2 separate regions of the Ovis aries genome follow, and region 2 is linked to region 1. The links are chromatin contacts, called in public Hi-C maps. All regions are on one chromosome and are shown on one strand. Each heading gives the region's core, a stretch centred on a gene start, on an enhancer-like site or on the middle of the called end of the contact. The rest is flanking DNA. Distances are from core to core; before and after follow the strand shown.

Evidence for each region. A called contact is a pair of places that touch in the nucleus more often than the background predicts.
Region 2: a Hi-C map of liver shows a contact between it and region 1, with 4 times the contacts expected there. The contact joins the promoter of FAM43A here to the promoter of XXYLT1 in region 1. A contact is called at or near these places in 10 of 16 Hi-C or Micro-C datasets (blood, hypothalamus, liver and 5 more).

The regions. Positions count from the first base shown.
Region 1 is chr1:193,137,636-193,145,307 of ARS-UI_Ramb_v3.0, forward strand. It overlaps XXYLT1 (xyloside xylosyltransferase 1), which reads left to right and starts at 4,187. Exons shown (of 4, transcript XM_027957138.3): 1 at 4,187-4,805. The coding sequence starts at 4,302. ACAP2 (ArfGAP with coiled-coil, ankyrin repeat and PH domains 2) reads left to right here. Exons shown (of 22, transcript XM_060419307.1): 22 at 1-818.
Region 2 is chr1:193,682,326-193,689,830 of ARS-UI_Ramb_v3.0, forward strand. FAM43A (family with sequence similarity 43 member A) reads right to left here and starts at 5,650. Exons shown (of 1, transcript XM_012108037.4): 1 at 2,626-5,650. The coding sequence starts at 4,720. The coding sequence ends at 3,455.

The DNA.
Region 1 (7,672 bases), core at 2,937-5,436:
ACTGGATATAAAATTACTTTGAAGAAATAGATTAAGGTTTGAACACATCAAATTGTAGGGAATTTTATATTTTTGCAATAACAAACATTGACAACAGCAAAATGTTGTAAAGGTAATTTTAATCCACCATATGCTTACCAATTCCTTGATTCTTCTAAACAAAGACAGCTAAAAGGGGCATAGATTTGGCCAAATCTTGACATCTATAAATACAATGTTGTGGGCATCCTTTTCTGTTTATATAAATTTATCTACTAAAATGAGATAATGGGAGGAAAGCAAGATTTGATGAAATAAACTTTTTTCTACATTGCTCTTTTCACTGTCTTATGTACTAGGTTTTCTTATTTTTCCTCAGCACATTTCCCAACCTTTTGGATATTCATTTTAAATAGGGAAAGCTCCCTACATTATAAAGAATATTGGCACCATTTATTTTACACCAAGGCTAAAGGTTAACTTTCAGAAATGAGCTACTTTCCTATATGTGTTTACTTGTGCTTCATGATATTTCTGGATCATTCCAGTCATAGAGACTTATTACATGTAATATTTCCTGCTACCTGTGAAAAGATAGATTTTAAAGAATGTATAACCAACAATCCATTTAATTTTTACTAGCATGTAGAGGATTTATTTGTATCTAATTCATGAATGTAGTTTTACTGTAGGATGTCACTTGTAAATGGAACAAAGTACGTTATCTTTATAGTTATTCTAAGATGTACATTATGTAAGAATTGTAAATATTTGCCTGATTAAATTCTTTGTATGCCAAGAAACTATGTGAAGTCAATAAAAATCTCACCTCTGGCATAGTTCTTTTATGTTCAGACTTCTACTTTATTGTGAACTACAACTGCAGATATACCTGTTAACTGTCATGCTTTTCATATTTTCAGTTCTGTATTCCTTTCTTACCTGTCAAATTGGTCCATATTGATCCTATTTGCTGATTGCTTCAACCATGAAATCCGTTTTGATTTTTTAAATATTTTCTTCTGCCTGCCACAGAGCTGTATGGCTCCCAGTTCATTAGCTAAAAGTCACAAAAGGCATTTTTATGCTGTAGCTCTAATTTTTTTGCCATTATGATTGAGATATCTGTTGAAGTTTCTAATCTAGGCAACACATTTACACTGAGTCCTTTTAGTAAACAAACAAAAACACGTTTTTGCGTGAATCGAGATTGAAGGAATAGAGGCTTAAAAGAACAGACCTGGAAGTGAATTGCCTGCTTTTGCTTTTCCTTTAAAAGTTAAGTGAAAGCAGACACTAAAACTATTATATGTAATTTACTTTATTCCACTTCACTTCAGTTTCATAATAGTTATTTGACCAGGAGATGCAAACCGATAGTAAATGTTTTAAATGAAAACAGCCTACTTTCCTTTATTACAAAACAGTGCTTTTTTCATTGTAGGAAAGGTTAATGATAAGCAAAAAGAATTCCGTCTTAATTCCATCATTTGCCTGTGATGTTTAGTATGGTACCTCCTAGCCACATGTGTCTACTGAAATTTAATTAGAATTAAGTGTTGAGTTCATGTGTTGAATTGCCACACTTCAGAGCCGCTAGCTTTGTGTCCAGTGACTACTGTTTTGAGCAGGGCAGATTATAGAATATATTCACCCTAGGAAGTTCTGTTGGATAGTATTAAGTGTGGGGGACGCTATTACTTCCATGGTGTATACCCTTCTAGACCTTTGAATGTGTGTATTTATATACAGTGGGATTAAACTGTTTTGTCACCTGCTTCTTTCATTTAATAAATGAGGGACAAGTTTCTAAGTCTTTAATCTGCATCACTTTGGGGAGGATTTTAAAAAATCTTTTTATTGAAATTTTAAAACACTCAAAAGTAGAGATAATAACTTTAGTAGCTATTGGTTCATGACTTACATCGTTTTATCTATACTTGTACCCGTTTTTCCTCTTCCCTATTTTTTAAAGACAGGTGCCAGACATTTCAACAAATTGTTGAGTATGTCTCTCTAAATATGTATATTTATGCAGAACCTTAAAAGTGATACAAATGAACTTATCTACAAAACAGAAGCAGGCTTAGAGAACGAACTTACTAGACAGGAAGGATTGGGGAGGGGAGAATAATTAAGGAGTTTGGGGTTGACATGTATACAACAAGGACCTACTGTCCAATACAGAAAACTCTGCTCAATATTATGTAACAACCTAAATGGGAAAAGACTTAGATACATGTATGTGTATAATTGAATCACTTTGCTGTACACCTGGACTTGACACAACATTGTTAATCAACTATATATTTCAATATAAAACAGTTGCGGGAAAAGGACTGTTCTTAAAAAATTATATCACCTTTCTTAAACTATGAAACTATGTAGTCAGTATTCAAATTCCTCAGTATCTTGTGTTCTTTAAAAAAAGATTTTTCAAATCAGAATTTATGTAAGTTCCATTCATTGCAATTGGCTAATGTATCTGTTGAGTCTGTAAATCTATAGGTTCTTCCTCCATTTGTCACTTTAAAAAATTTCCACTTAGAGTTTGTTGACTACAGCACCAACAGCACCTTTGTTTTCTAAAAATTAAAAAAAAAAAATTACCTATTTTTGGCTGCACTGGGTTTTCATTGCTGTGTGTAGGGTTTCTGTGGTTGTGGGCGAGTGGGCTTCTCATTGTGGTGGCTTCTCTTGTTGCAGAGCCCAAGCTGCAGGCACTTGGATTCAGTAGCTGTGGCTTGTGGGGTCTAGAGTGCTGGCTCAGTAGTGGTGCACAGGCTTACCTGTCATGTGGTGTATGGTTTCTTTCTGGACCAGGGATTGAAACCATGTCCCCTGCACTGGCAGGCAGACTCTTAACCACTGGATCACCAGAGAATTCCCAACAGCATCTTTAGTTTCACTTTACTGATGAACATTTGATTTTAATATCTTGTCATCATAAACCTAGCTCTGCATTACCCTTGTGGCTAAATATTTGAGTACATTTTCCCTTATTCTGTTATGAAAATGATGGTTTACAATGGGTGGGTATATTTCTGATGCTCATTCAGTGAGTCAAGCACCATCAGTTACTGGAGATATTATGGTTAAAGAAAGACACACTGCCTGCTCTCTTGAAGTTTTGCCTTCTTGCAGCAGAGAAAGATGGGAATGGGTAGTTCTTAGGTGGCCCTTATGGTATCCTTGAGGATGGTGCCTCATCTGGACACTGCAAGGGCTGGTGTTTAGAGACCACTCTTTGAGGCAGGGACACCCAAGCCAAGGTCTGAAGCAGGAGAGGTTGACTGTGTGAAAATCCAGGGCACTGCTTTTCAAACTTTGGCTTGCAGAAGAATCACCATCAAGGCCCAGACTCGTTGAAGGTAATAGGGCCTGAGCCTTTGTGTTTTATCAAGCTCCCTAGTGCTGCTAGTACCAATAAAATTTTGATAACCATTGTTCTGTGGATAGGAGAGAGAACTGAAAGTTTTCTTAGATTTTAGTGTTGGCAGAATATAGGCACCCTCTTCTGCTGTGGAAGAGTGTCTGCTTCACTGTCAAAGCTGAGACCGTGTGACCTGAGCAAGTGACCTCAGTTACACCTCAGTTAATTTTGTAAAACCACTGGGTATACAGTAAGTCTCTTTTAAAGTGTTGAAGTCTGTTAAAAAAAAAAAACCACAAGCTTCCTGGGGAGCTCTGAACCACCCAAAGTTTGTGGCAGGTGGCCCCCCTGGTGGCTACAACCCATAGGTTGCCTCTGGTCGGCCTCAGATGCCAAGTGAGGTGAGCAAGTGATTCATACCTCGGGTGCCAATCCTACTTCACCGAGAATGGGAAAGGAGTTGCTAGTTTAAATTCTTTAGCCCTAGTCGCCAAGGTGTGAAAGGAGTCAGGGAGAGGACATAAAGCCTTCAAGAAATTAGGAGGGAAAAGATATAGAGAACATTTTTTGTGCGTCCAGTTTAGTCTTTTTGCTTCCGAAGGCTTAGCTTCGGTTTCTAGCGCCTGGGGCTGTGCGCTTAACGAGGGCCATTTTCCACAGACCGCACAGCCTGCTGGCTTGTGTGGCCAAGTCCTCACCGCCTCTGTCGAACACGCTGGAGGGACTCCCGCGGGCTCACCGCCCGACCCCGCTGTAATCCTTCTGAGCTTAGGACCCAGTGGCTGCCAGGCAGCCTGGCACCGCCTCTCCGCGTATCAGCGCCCGCAGATTGGCAGCTCGGCTCCGCCCCCGCCATGGCTGCCGCCAGCTACCGGGGCTGCTAACTTGCTGCCGGGATACTGGTCTCTGCCGCAACTCGCCGGCTGATCTGTTCGCGGGCCGGCGGCGCATGGGTCTCCTCCGAGGCGGGCCCCCGTGCGCTCGGGCCATGGCGCGTCTGGGCGCTGTGCGCTCCCACTACTGCGCGCTGCTGCTGGCCGCGGCGCTGGCGGTCTGTGCTTTCTACTACCTGGGCTCGGGCCGGGAGACCTTCTCCAGCGCCACCAAGAGGCTGAAGGAGGCCCGCGCCGGGGCCCCTGCTGCGCCCTCGCCGCCGGCGCTGGAGCTGGCGCGGGCATCCTTGGCGCCGGCCCCGGGCGCTAAGGCCAAGAGCCTGGAGGGCGGCGGGGCCGGGCCGGTGGACTACCACCTGCTGATGATGTTCACCAAGGCCGAACACAATGCCGCGCTGCAGGCCAAGGCCCGCGTCGCCCTCCGCTCCCTGCTGCGCCTCGCGAAGTTCGAGGCGCACGAGGTGCTTAACCTGCACTTCGTAAGCGAGGAGGCCAGCCGCGAGGTGGCCAAGGTTTTGCTGCGGGAGCTGCTGCCGCCCGCCGCCGGCTTCAAATGCAAGGTGAGCGGGGCCCCAGCTAGAGGCTCCGGGTAGGTGACTCGGTCATTGTGGGGCCTGGCCTGGATCCAGGGGTCAGGAGGGAGGTGTCTTAGTTGCGATGCCCATTGCCAGTGCCAGCAGAAGCCTAAGCCCTTAATCCGTACCCTACCTGAATTGTGCGTTCACAGCACGCTGCAGGCATGGTCCAGGGGGCGTGTCTCGGAGCCTCTATTAGCTGACTTCGTTGATCCTAGCTTCCCTTTAACTGCGGCCCCCTGGAGAATCAGCGTGCCCGCTCTTTCCTGGCGTGGTTGATTTCAGCAGTCAGTGCCTTTAAGTCTGCCCCTCTTTTTATTCTTTTCAGTGTTTGACTTTTGAGGATGGAGCAGGTCACTTGAAAGTGCACTGTCTGCTGGACAAGGTCTTAGGCCGCTTGAGTTGTTCAGATTACAGTGACATTTCTCATAGCTCTAAGGATTTCAGTTGAAACTGGTCCAGCCCAAACCCAGCCCATGTGAACCATTTCATCTCCTCAGTGTGCCTCCTCCTTCCCTTCTCTTCAGGGTCATGAACCCATTTAGAGAAGCAGCGGGTTCCTCCCAGCAAGAAAGTGCTCCAAGAGGTAAGGATATAAGATCTGGAGAGGGCAGAGCAGAGCTAGTCGTCTTGTTCCAGGCTGGACCACCTGGCTCTGCTTGGGAGAGATTGTATTCTTCAGTCAGTCAGCTCAGTCACTCAGTCGTGTCCGACTCTTTGCGACCCCATGGACTGCAGCACACCAGGCCCCCCTGTCCATCACCAACTCCTGGAGCCTACTCAAACTCATGTCCATCTGGTCGGTGATGCCATCCAACCATCTCATCCCCTGTCATCCCCTTCTCCTCCCGCCTTCAATCTTTCCCAGCATTAGGGTCTTTTCCAATGAGTTGGTTCTTTGCATCAGGTGGCCAAAGTATTCGAGTATTTCAGCTTCAATATCAGTCCTTCCAATGAATATTCAGGATTGATTTCCTTTAGGATTGACTGGTTGGATCTCCTTGCAGTCCAAGCTTAGTGTTAATGGCCTCAGTTAAATTACATGTCTCCTTTTGACCTAATAGTTGCCCAGAGGGGATCTAATGTGTGATTTTGGGATAGAAATAGTGTGCACTAAATCACTCCAGTCATGTCTGGCTTTATGCGACCCAATGGACTGTAGCCCACCAGAGTCCTCTGTCCAATGGGATTCCCCAGGCAAGAATACTGGAGTGGGTTGCCATGCCCTCCTCCAGGGGATCTTCCCGACCCAGGGATTGAACCCGTGTCTCATGTCTCCTACGTTGGCAGGCGGGTTCTTAGTAGCTGATCTTAAAGGATGGAGACTGGTGGAAGGGGGAGGGGTGGTAAGATTAGAGTAGTGTACCATGTGTTTGTGCTGGGTGAGTGACTAAGGGGAGCCAGTGCTGGCCTCCTGCAGGGTTCAGGGGCCTGTTGGTGTTTGTTTTTGGCCGCACTGCACAGCCTGTGGGATCTGAGTTCCCCGACCTGTGTCCCTTGAAGCAGAAGTTCAGTCTTAACCACTGGACCTCCAGGGAACTCCCTTTTTTGTTGTTGTTGTCTACAGGATCGAGTCCTCATTTCTTGGCAGGGCTGTCTGTTGTGGGGCCGGGCTCTTCAGCTGACCTCCTTGTCCTTCCTCTACTAACTGTACTGAATGTGCCTTTACACAAGCTCTACTCTCTGCCCAGAGTGTAACTTCCTTTCTTCCTGGGCCCTTGACCACTGTTTACGTAGTTTTTACCCTCCCCCAGGAATGCCCCTAGAATTGGGGACAGTCTGTGCCCAGCCCTCCACAGCTTTCTGTTTCAGCTTTCTGCCATAGCATCCAGTGTATGCCCTGCCCAGAACAAATGAACCCTTTGGGAACACGCACCAGTCATAGCGAGGCACCTGGTCTGGATTCCATGGTACAGGAGGCCAAGAATCCAGGTCCTGGAGCTTGTGGCTGCAGGGGCCTTGGGGTCCACTGTCTGAGCTGAGGTTCTTTCAGCCTGGGGCCCATCCTGATTTCCCTAATTGCAGTCTTGGGAGGAAGGGCCTGGCAGCCTGTTCCAGGTGTTCCTTAGGACTCCAGTGTTTGAGAAATCCTTTGCTAGTTCAAGGGAGAAAAGCAAGAGCCTTTGATCATAGGGCCAGTCTGGATAGAGCTGGGTGACTGCGGGTGACCCTGCCTCCCTTTGGCTCTCAGGGCATGCAGACTTGGCTGGCGCTCCAGACACCACCTTGTAGACCAACATCATCATTGTTTCCCTTAATGAGTCAGAGGTCACACCCTGGGCCTCTGCCCCGCTGCTAGGACTCTGCTGTCCCCTTCCTGAGCTCCAGCCACAGTGTCCTGTCATATATCCAACTTTTCCAGCCTACATGCCTCTGCTTCTTTTTTTCCACCACCAGGATACACTTTCTCTGTGCATCGCTAAGTCTCGCCCATCTTCAGATACCATCTCCTTGTTGGAGCCATCCAGGCAGCCTCCACTCAAGAGGCACGTCTTCCTCATGTACCTGGCTGGCGCGGTGGACTGCGTGCCTTCTTATCTCCGGTGCCTGTGCCTGGAACATAGTGGGCACTGTAAATACAGGTCTAGGGCAGGTCCAGGCTCAGGGCCAGGCTCGCTCCTTGGAGTTTGTGTTTCATGCTCCAACTCTTTCCCTCTGCTGGCCCTGGTTCTGACAGCCAGAGCCATCACTCAAGACCCGAGGCAGCTGCAGATGACCTGAAGGGGTTAATACCACCCAACCACGGCATGAGGAAGGAGAGTCTGGGGGCTTCCAACTTGATGGCTGTGTTCAGATAAGGGTTTATCATTTTCAGCTAAATTGCTTTTATTCCTTTTATTTTATTTTTTGTG
Region 2 (7,505 bases), core at 4,400-6,899, 550 kb after region 1:
TCTCATGGTCCTTGGCAACTCCCATGAGGTTTTCTAATCTCCAGTGTGGTGCCAGGGGTGGATTCTATCAGCCAGATCTTTCTCCTTTCACAAGCTGAACTCTTAAAAGGAGCTCTGTCCCTGGGAGGGCATCACGCTTGCTTAGTATAACAGGGCCTTTCTAATTTGTTTAAAATCTACTCTTCTGCTGACTATGAGGCAGTGTGAGAGAAGGTTTTCTTTAGGGGGGAGCATGTGTGTGTAGAGTGGGTGTTTTGTCTGACACTGTAATAGTGGAAAGGGTACATAATACTATTTTTTCTTTTACACCATCCTGCTCCTCCCTCCTCTGCCTCAACACACACAACAAACTGTGCAAATATGGGATGCTTGTGCTGAGGGAGGTGGAGGAACACCTCCTCTGTGGATGTACACGCCACCCCTGCAGCCATCTCTCTTGCCACCAGAAGTCACTCCTTATCTCATGCAGTCAATGCCTCCTTGTGGGACATGGAGGATTACTCACGCTGGCGAAGAATGCAGCAAGTGTCTCACTGCATTTAAAGTACCATCAGCTTGTAAAGGAGAAAGAGGAGCCTCACCTTGCAAGACAGAAAAGCTGTTTGATGAATAAACCAGACCTCAGGTGCGTTCCATAATGTGTAACTTGTATCTCCTCTGCCTCACTGTACTTATGCCACACCACTCTTTTCCCTCTGAGTGTTATGAGTAAATTGGTTTTCGGGTTTTTGTTTTTTTCATTCAAAACATCTCTCCTTACTCTAGTGATATCATCCCTGGAAGACTGAGATGTAAGAAGAGGTGAATCATGTATCACCTTCCTATCGCATCTAGAATTACAACAGCCAGAGCCCTGGGGTGCAGTGGGGATAAAAGCCAAAAAGTAGAGGGGAGGAAAGAGGGAAGGGGAGGGCGCAGTGGGTAGAGGAAGCTGACTCTTCTGCAGTCTGCTTATTTTCTTCCTCCTCCTTCCTCACCCTCTAAACACCCCTTCCCTATTTATAAATCAGAGAATAGGAAAAATCAGACTTTAAAGACATAGTTGTCTTATATTTATTGATGGTATTGGTGTTGAATGTCATTCGTCTGAATCTTCTGACCCATCATTGTAACCCCATTAATCACAGACAAAAGCCACCATGGCATTCTCTCTGGACTCAATTGGATTAAGAAGGATGACATGTAGACTCTGCCCCACCTCCAAGTATTTGTCAAATGATCTTCACCCTGATTAAGGCTCTCATCCGTTTCAAACAGCAGAGGAACCTGGCCGTGTATGGCAATAATTTGAAATGTGAGATTAAGCATGCAAACTAGTGATGGACCACACAGCTGACTTTCCTGACCTCTCTCTACCTGGGGGTTTGAAAACATCATTCAATAATGTGTATCTGAGGTATTCAGGAAAAAGGATAGGGACTCTCAACCAAGTCAAAATATAATAAAAGAGAAAGATGGACCTTGTTCTAAGGCCCTCAAGAAGTGACTGAATATTTTTCAAATTCCCACCCACCCACACTTGCTTTTCTAATAAGGATCACCTATTAACTTGTTAATTAGGAAAAAAAATCTCTTCTCCCCACCCCCCCCCCCAACCCCTCCTTCCTCTATGGTTTCAGTGAATTCTAGACTCCTTAAGGATCACTGGGTGTATCTGCTCCGAACACATTTACAATGAAAACAAAACCAAGGGCCTCAGGACAGCAGGGAAGGCCAAGAGAGCAATCAATTTCTACAACATAGGAAAAAAGGGCCCACAGGGGCAAAGGGAAAAAAACAATTTGCAGAAGGCACAGTTTTGGCAGCATCTTATTACAGCTTCCAGCTGATCGGGTGCAGCCAAACTCGAGACATCTGTTTGGAGTTTACAACAGAAACAAACACAGAGCAAGCATGAAAACGCTAAGACACACACACAGACTGAGCAGTCCTCTGCCTTGACCTCCAAACCACTCTCCCACTGGGTCAGGCTGGGTTGTAGAAGGAAAGAAAATGGGCTTTTCCACCTGCTCCCCACCCCACTCCACCTGCACTGTGACTCATTCAAGCCATGACTAGAACTTAACTTTCCTTTCTCCTTGCTTTTCCTTTCAGGAAAAACAGAGATGCTCCCACTCCTTAAGAGAACCTCATAGGGACTTCCATCCATTCTCTAATTCTCATCTTTACAGCTCCTTGAGCTGTTTGGGAAGGAAAAGGTGAACCACAGGAGGTGGTAAAACCCTAGAAGACCTTGAAAGTTACCCCTCCCTAAATCATCTCACAGGTCTGGCAGTGAGGACCCGGCATCTCCAAGAATTGCCTCAAAGAGGTCAAAACAGCTGATGCTTATAGAACTGAATAAGCGAAGAATCCGGACCTAGCTGCGGTACCCAGAGTTTCAGAGGACAAGAAAGGCCCCAGACTACGCAAAAAGCAGGTTCCCCCTTCTCAATCACCTCCAAGCCCTTCGAAGGACAAAGATGAGCCTCCCAACCCTATCCTAGTCATCGTCACACCCTCTCCCGCCCACCCCCATGGCCAAGCATGTTCTGAAGCAGCTTTGGATGCTCACCTGTTCTGTTCAATTTTCCTCTTTATTCTCTTCCCCACTGGCGTGCAAACAGAACCAGAGCACGGCTACTCTTAAAAAATAACAAAATGTTTTATACACATTTCTGTATATACAACTGAACAAAATTTTACATGTCCCTTTTGCACAGCAAAAGATATAAACATTGGACTCTGAGAACACAGTTATGTACAAGGAAACCAAAAAGATGTCAAAAATACTTCACAACAGTGCAAAAATATTTTACACAGTATCACGGAGTGAGATCTTTTGAGCAGGAGCAAGGTGTGTGTGTTTCTTAAGGAAAACTTTTTCTAGGTATTGGATGTCAATAACTGTAAACAAAATGCGACTTTCTTTCACCCCTCTCCCTTCCCCACTAGTTATTTGAGGAATTTGGCAGAATTTCAAGGGTCTGAGTCTGAGGTAAACAACCCAAGCTCTCGCACCAAAAAGACTGGGTCCAAGGAGGTGGCATTAAAGCCTCAAACACTGTGAAAGCAATTAAAAAAAACACACACACACACACAAAAACTGCCATGTCAATGACAACGCTAGGCCCTCCCAGATGGCCGGTGGGGGAGGAAGTTAACCCCTCCTCCTCAGGCCCCAGCTGCCCCACAAACAGGAAACTTGCTAACACCAGCGGCCTTTCCCTTCCCCAGACCCCAGATGGCGACCTCTTTCCCCTTCCTTGTAGGGTTCCCCTCCCCCGTATCTCCACTTGCAATCTGAGCCCCGCTTCAAACACAGCCATTTGTATGGGTGTAGAGAGGGAGGGTCTGGGCCTCAAGTGTCCCATTTCCCCTTTCCTGGGCCAGGTCGGGAGGTAAGGAAGTGGTGGAGAGACGCGTCGGGGTCACGATCGGGCGCCAGGGGTGCGCACAGGACATTGCTGGGAGCTCAGCCCGAGTGGGGCTCGTCTGGGCTGGCGCAGTCCGCAGGGCCGGATGGGTCCCCGGCGGTGGCAGTGTTGGCATCCGGGCCCCCTCCTTCAATGGAGCTCTCGCTACCCGTGCTCTCGCCCGACAGCAGGCGCGTCACCCGCAAGTCCGCCTGCAGGCTGCGCACGTCGTTGCCAAAGCTGAGCTCGCCCAGGTCGTTAATAAGCTGCGAAAGCTCGGCCCTCATGTCGGAGGTGTTGCCCAGCAGCAGAGGCGACCCAGCCTCAAGGCCCGGCGAGACCCCGCCGCCCCCTAGCGCCTCCTCGTGGCCACTCTCCAGCGTGTCCAGCAAGTCCCCGCATTCGAAGTGCATGGCCACCACCAGCGCCCGCTTCGCTTCGGCCTCTGGCTCTGCCGGCTCTCCCTCCCCAGCTCGGTCCTCCTCCTCGGGGCAACCCTCCGCGTGCTCCTCTTCCTCTTCCTCCTGCAGCTCCTGCTCCTGCTGTTCGCCGAGCAGGTCCTCGGTGATGGAGCCGAGCTTGGGCGCACTTCGGCTGCGCTCCACCGGCGGTTTGTAGCAGCAGGGTCCGTGCAGGAGCAGCTTGCGCAGCGGCACTAGCGGGATGGTGTGAGCGCCAACCAGCTCCTGCTGCTGGTGACGCGCATCGTCCCGCCGCTTGAGCCGTTTAAATTCCGCCAGAGCATTGGCCGACGTCTGGTAGAGCAGCAGGGCCATGGCCTGCGCCTTCTCGGGCTTCGACACGAGTACCGCGTGACAGCGCAGCATGACCGCCTTGTGCTTGAGCTCGTGCCGGTACACCCAGGCGAAGACCTTGGGCAGTCGCGCGTCCGCCACACAGTAGGTAACGCGGTGCAGCAGGTACAGGTGGCCAGGACGCCGCAGCGCGCGCTCCTCGGCGTGCACCATGCGGATACCCTGCGCACTCACAGTCAGCTTCATCTTGGTGCCCTGACGGCCCGCCTCGCTCTTGCTCCAGATCTTGCCCACCGCTAGGTCGGTGCAGCCGTCGCCGCGCGCCTGGATGGTGGTGGCATTGCCCAGGTAGAGCACAGTATAAGTGGGGTCCTCGCTGGTGATGTGCAGTTTCTTGCGCTTGGAGCGGAACATGCTGCCCACCCGGCTGAGCGCGCCTTCGGGGCACGCCCTCGCTAGCGAGCTGAGCGCCGAGTAGTGCAGGCTCACCGCGTAGCCCTTGGGCTTGGACGCCTGCCGTGGCGGCGCCTCGGCCAGCAGCTCGAACTTGTGCTTCTTCCACGGCAGCATCTCCGGAGGGTGCCCCCGCGCAGCTGGGCGGCGGCGGCGGAGCGCCGGTTGAGAGCCCGGCTGAGCCACCCGCCCCGGCCGGGCTCGGCCCGGGCAAGACCGAAAAATAAAACTGCTGGGAGTGGCCCAATCAGGAGTGGGGGCGGGGGAATGGGGGTGTATAAGGCTCGAAAACCCAGCAAAAGAGGTAGGGGTCGAATTTCTTTCTTTTTTTTTTTAAGATTTAACTGCAAGGGGGAGGAGGGAAGGAGCACACAGATTTACCCCAGCCTGAGCAGGATCAGGGCAGAGTCTTAAGCAGGCAAAATGAGAGAAAGACAGCACAAGAGTGGGGCGGAAAACGTCTTTAGAAAAAAAGAGATGTGCGCGTGCAAATAAATGAAAAAGCCCCCAGAAAAAGCAGCCGGGGTGGTGCGAGAATACGCAGGAACTCCTCGGCGAAGGTGAATAAGGGCCCCCCTCTCACACACACACACAGTCGCTAGGGCCAGAAACCGCGGAAACTCAACCGCGAGTGTACCCAGGGGTCGCTACTCCCCACCTCCAAGGGGTGCTGGAGGCAGAGAGCCCCTTGGTTGAGCGGGTCCCAGAAGCAGTTGCTTGCTCCAAGTGCGCTCGGATGGTGGGTCCGGATGGCCGCGGCGGGCCCCGCGCAGCAATCCCCCCGTGGCTCACTGCATCTTCCCACAGGCAGGACGCCGAGGACTTGGGCTCCGCGGCTCACTGTTAGGGCTGGCTCGGCGGGGGCAGCGCGGGGCTCCGAGGGCCAGGCGTGCGCATGGTCGGCTCCCGGGACGGTCGCTACCTCATTTCTTTTCTCCGGAGGGTGTCTGACTCGGCTCCCGGGATACCCTGGCTCGGCTGCCAGCCTTTGCAGCGCGCCCTCTCCGGTGCTACGAGCGGTAGCTGCCTCGCCAGCCTCACATCCTTGCCGTCCGAGAGGAAGATCTCGGGTAAATATAGGCCGGCACAAACCATTCGCCGCGCGGGGACAGGGGAGGAGCAGAGACAAGGATCTGTTTCAGGCTTGGACGCCTCGCGGTTTGCCAATCTCTTAAAGGGATCTGGTTGCAGCCATTGGTTGGGGGAAAGGGGAGACCGCTCCAGTCTGGCAATTTCATCCCAAATTTACCAATATCCCCTATATCTACAGAAATCTCCAAGACCTGGGGTTACCCCGCAGGAAAAGCAACTTGAATTCTGACACTCCACCCCCAGGCTGAATTGCAACTCACTAAATAAATGTATGTCTCCATCGAAACTTCTGGGGGAGGCGGTGGAAGGTGGGATTTACACTCTAATATGCAAAAAAGGTTGGGGAAATAGTAATTCTTTCTGTGTGTGAGAGCTTTCTGAGAATGACTGGGTGCTATTTTTTTCCGCAGAATTTTATTCTTTCAAAGAAAATAAAGAAGGGCAGAGAAAACATCTTTCACTTTCTTGGAGCCCTTTCTCCACAGGTGAAGAGCAGATAGTGAAAAGAGAGATGAGTGGTAATAAGATGGTTGGAGTGAACACTAAAGTATGTATTTGATAAATAAGCTCCTAACTCCCAGCAGTGGCCCTGCCTTCTGTCAGGGCCTAAGCGGGAGAGCACTTTTCTGAGATATATACAGTTTCTAAATAAACCTGGTGTGGGGTGAAGAACTCAGTTTACTTTGGCTTGCCAGTCATTTAGTTTTATTACATCACTATCACATTATGAATGAAAATTCCTAGTAAAAATTCAAATGACTTTTATTTGTTTCAAATAATGCCCACCCACCCTCCATGAGAATGATTAACATTAATCATTCTCTTGTGCCAGCTTGACACTGTCGCTTTAATCATCTGGCTGGCTTGACCCTTGGTTAGTAACTCATTTCTGGGCCCAGCTTTCCTCTACGGTCTACTCACTCAAAGCAAAACCCCTTGTAGCGGGAATGTGTAATAATTGTCCTGATAACCCTGCATGGAACACCCAAATTCATCCCACAGGAGAACAATAGACCCTCCCACTCTCCAGGCCCAGGCTTCTGGGGATCTGGATGTTTCTGGCTTCCGTGCCAGGTCCTGATCTCAGTACAACCATAATCCCTCCTGGGGATTCTCTGGCCCTCTATTTTTGCTAACTTTTAACCTTTCTTTGAAAGTAAGTGAAATTCACTCAGTTGTGTCCAACTCTTTGCGACCTCATGCACTCACTGTATGTCCATGGAATTCTCCAGGCCAGAATACTGGAGTCGGTAGCCTTTTCCTTCTCCAGGGATCTTCCCAACCCAGGGATCGAACCCAGGTCTCCCGCATTGCAGGCAGATTCTTTACCAGCTGAGCCACGACTCAATTTGCTAGAGTCATGGGTACTGAATTTCAGTTTAACTAACTTTCCTGAGTACCTTTTGGTACCAGGCCCTGAACTGGGATCTTACAGACCTAATTCCTGTCTTCAAGAAACTCCCAGTCCAGTGAAGGATATAAACTTCACCCAACTCTGGGCTTCTGCTGGAACGTAAATTCTATGAGAGCACCCTGTCTGCCTCAGTGCCTGGCACCACTTAATTGTTGAATGAATGAATGGAACATGCATGTAAACAAGAAGACGGAGTGGATCAAATGCCCTGCGAAGATCCCAGAGTACTCTGAGAAGCTGGAGAAGAAAAGAGTCTTTGTGACTAGGAAAATCAAAGAAGGTTCCACAGAGGTGGTTATGTTTAGAATGAATGAGACATCCCCAAGCCGGAAAGAGTTAAAGGGCTTTCCAGATATAGCAAACATAGAACATAAAAATGCACATGTGCAGTTGAGG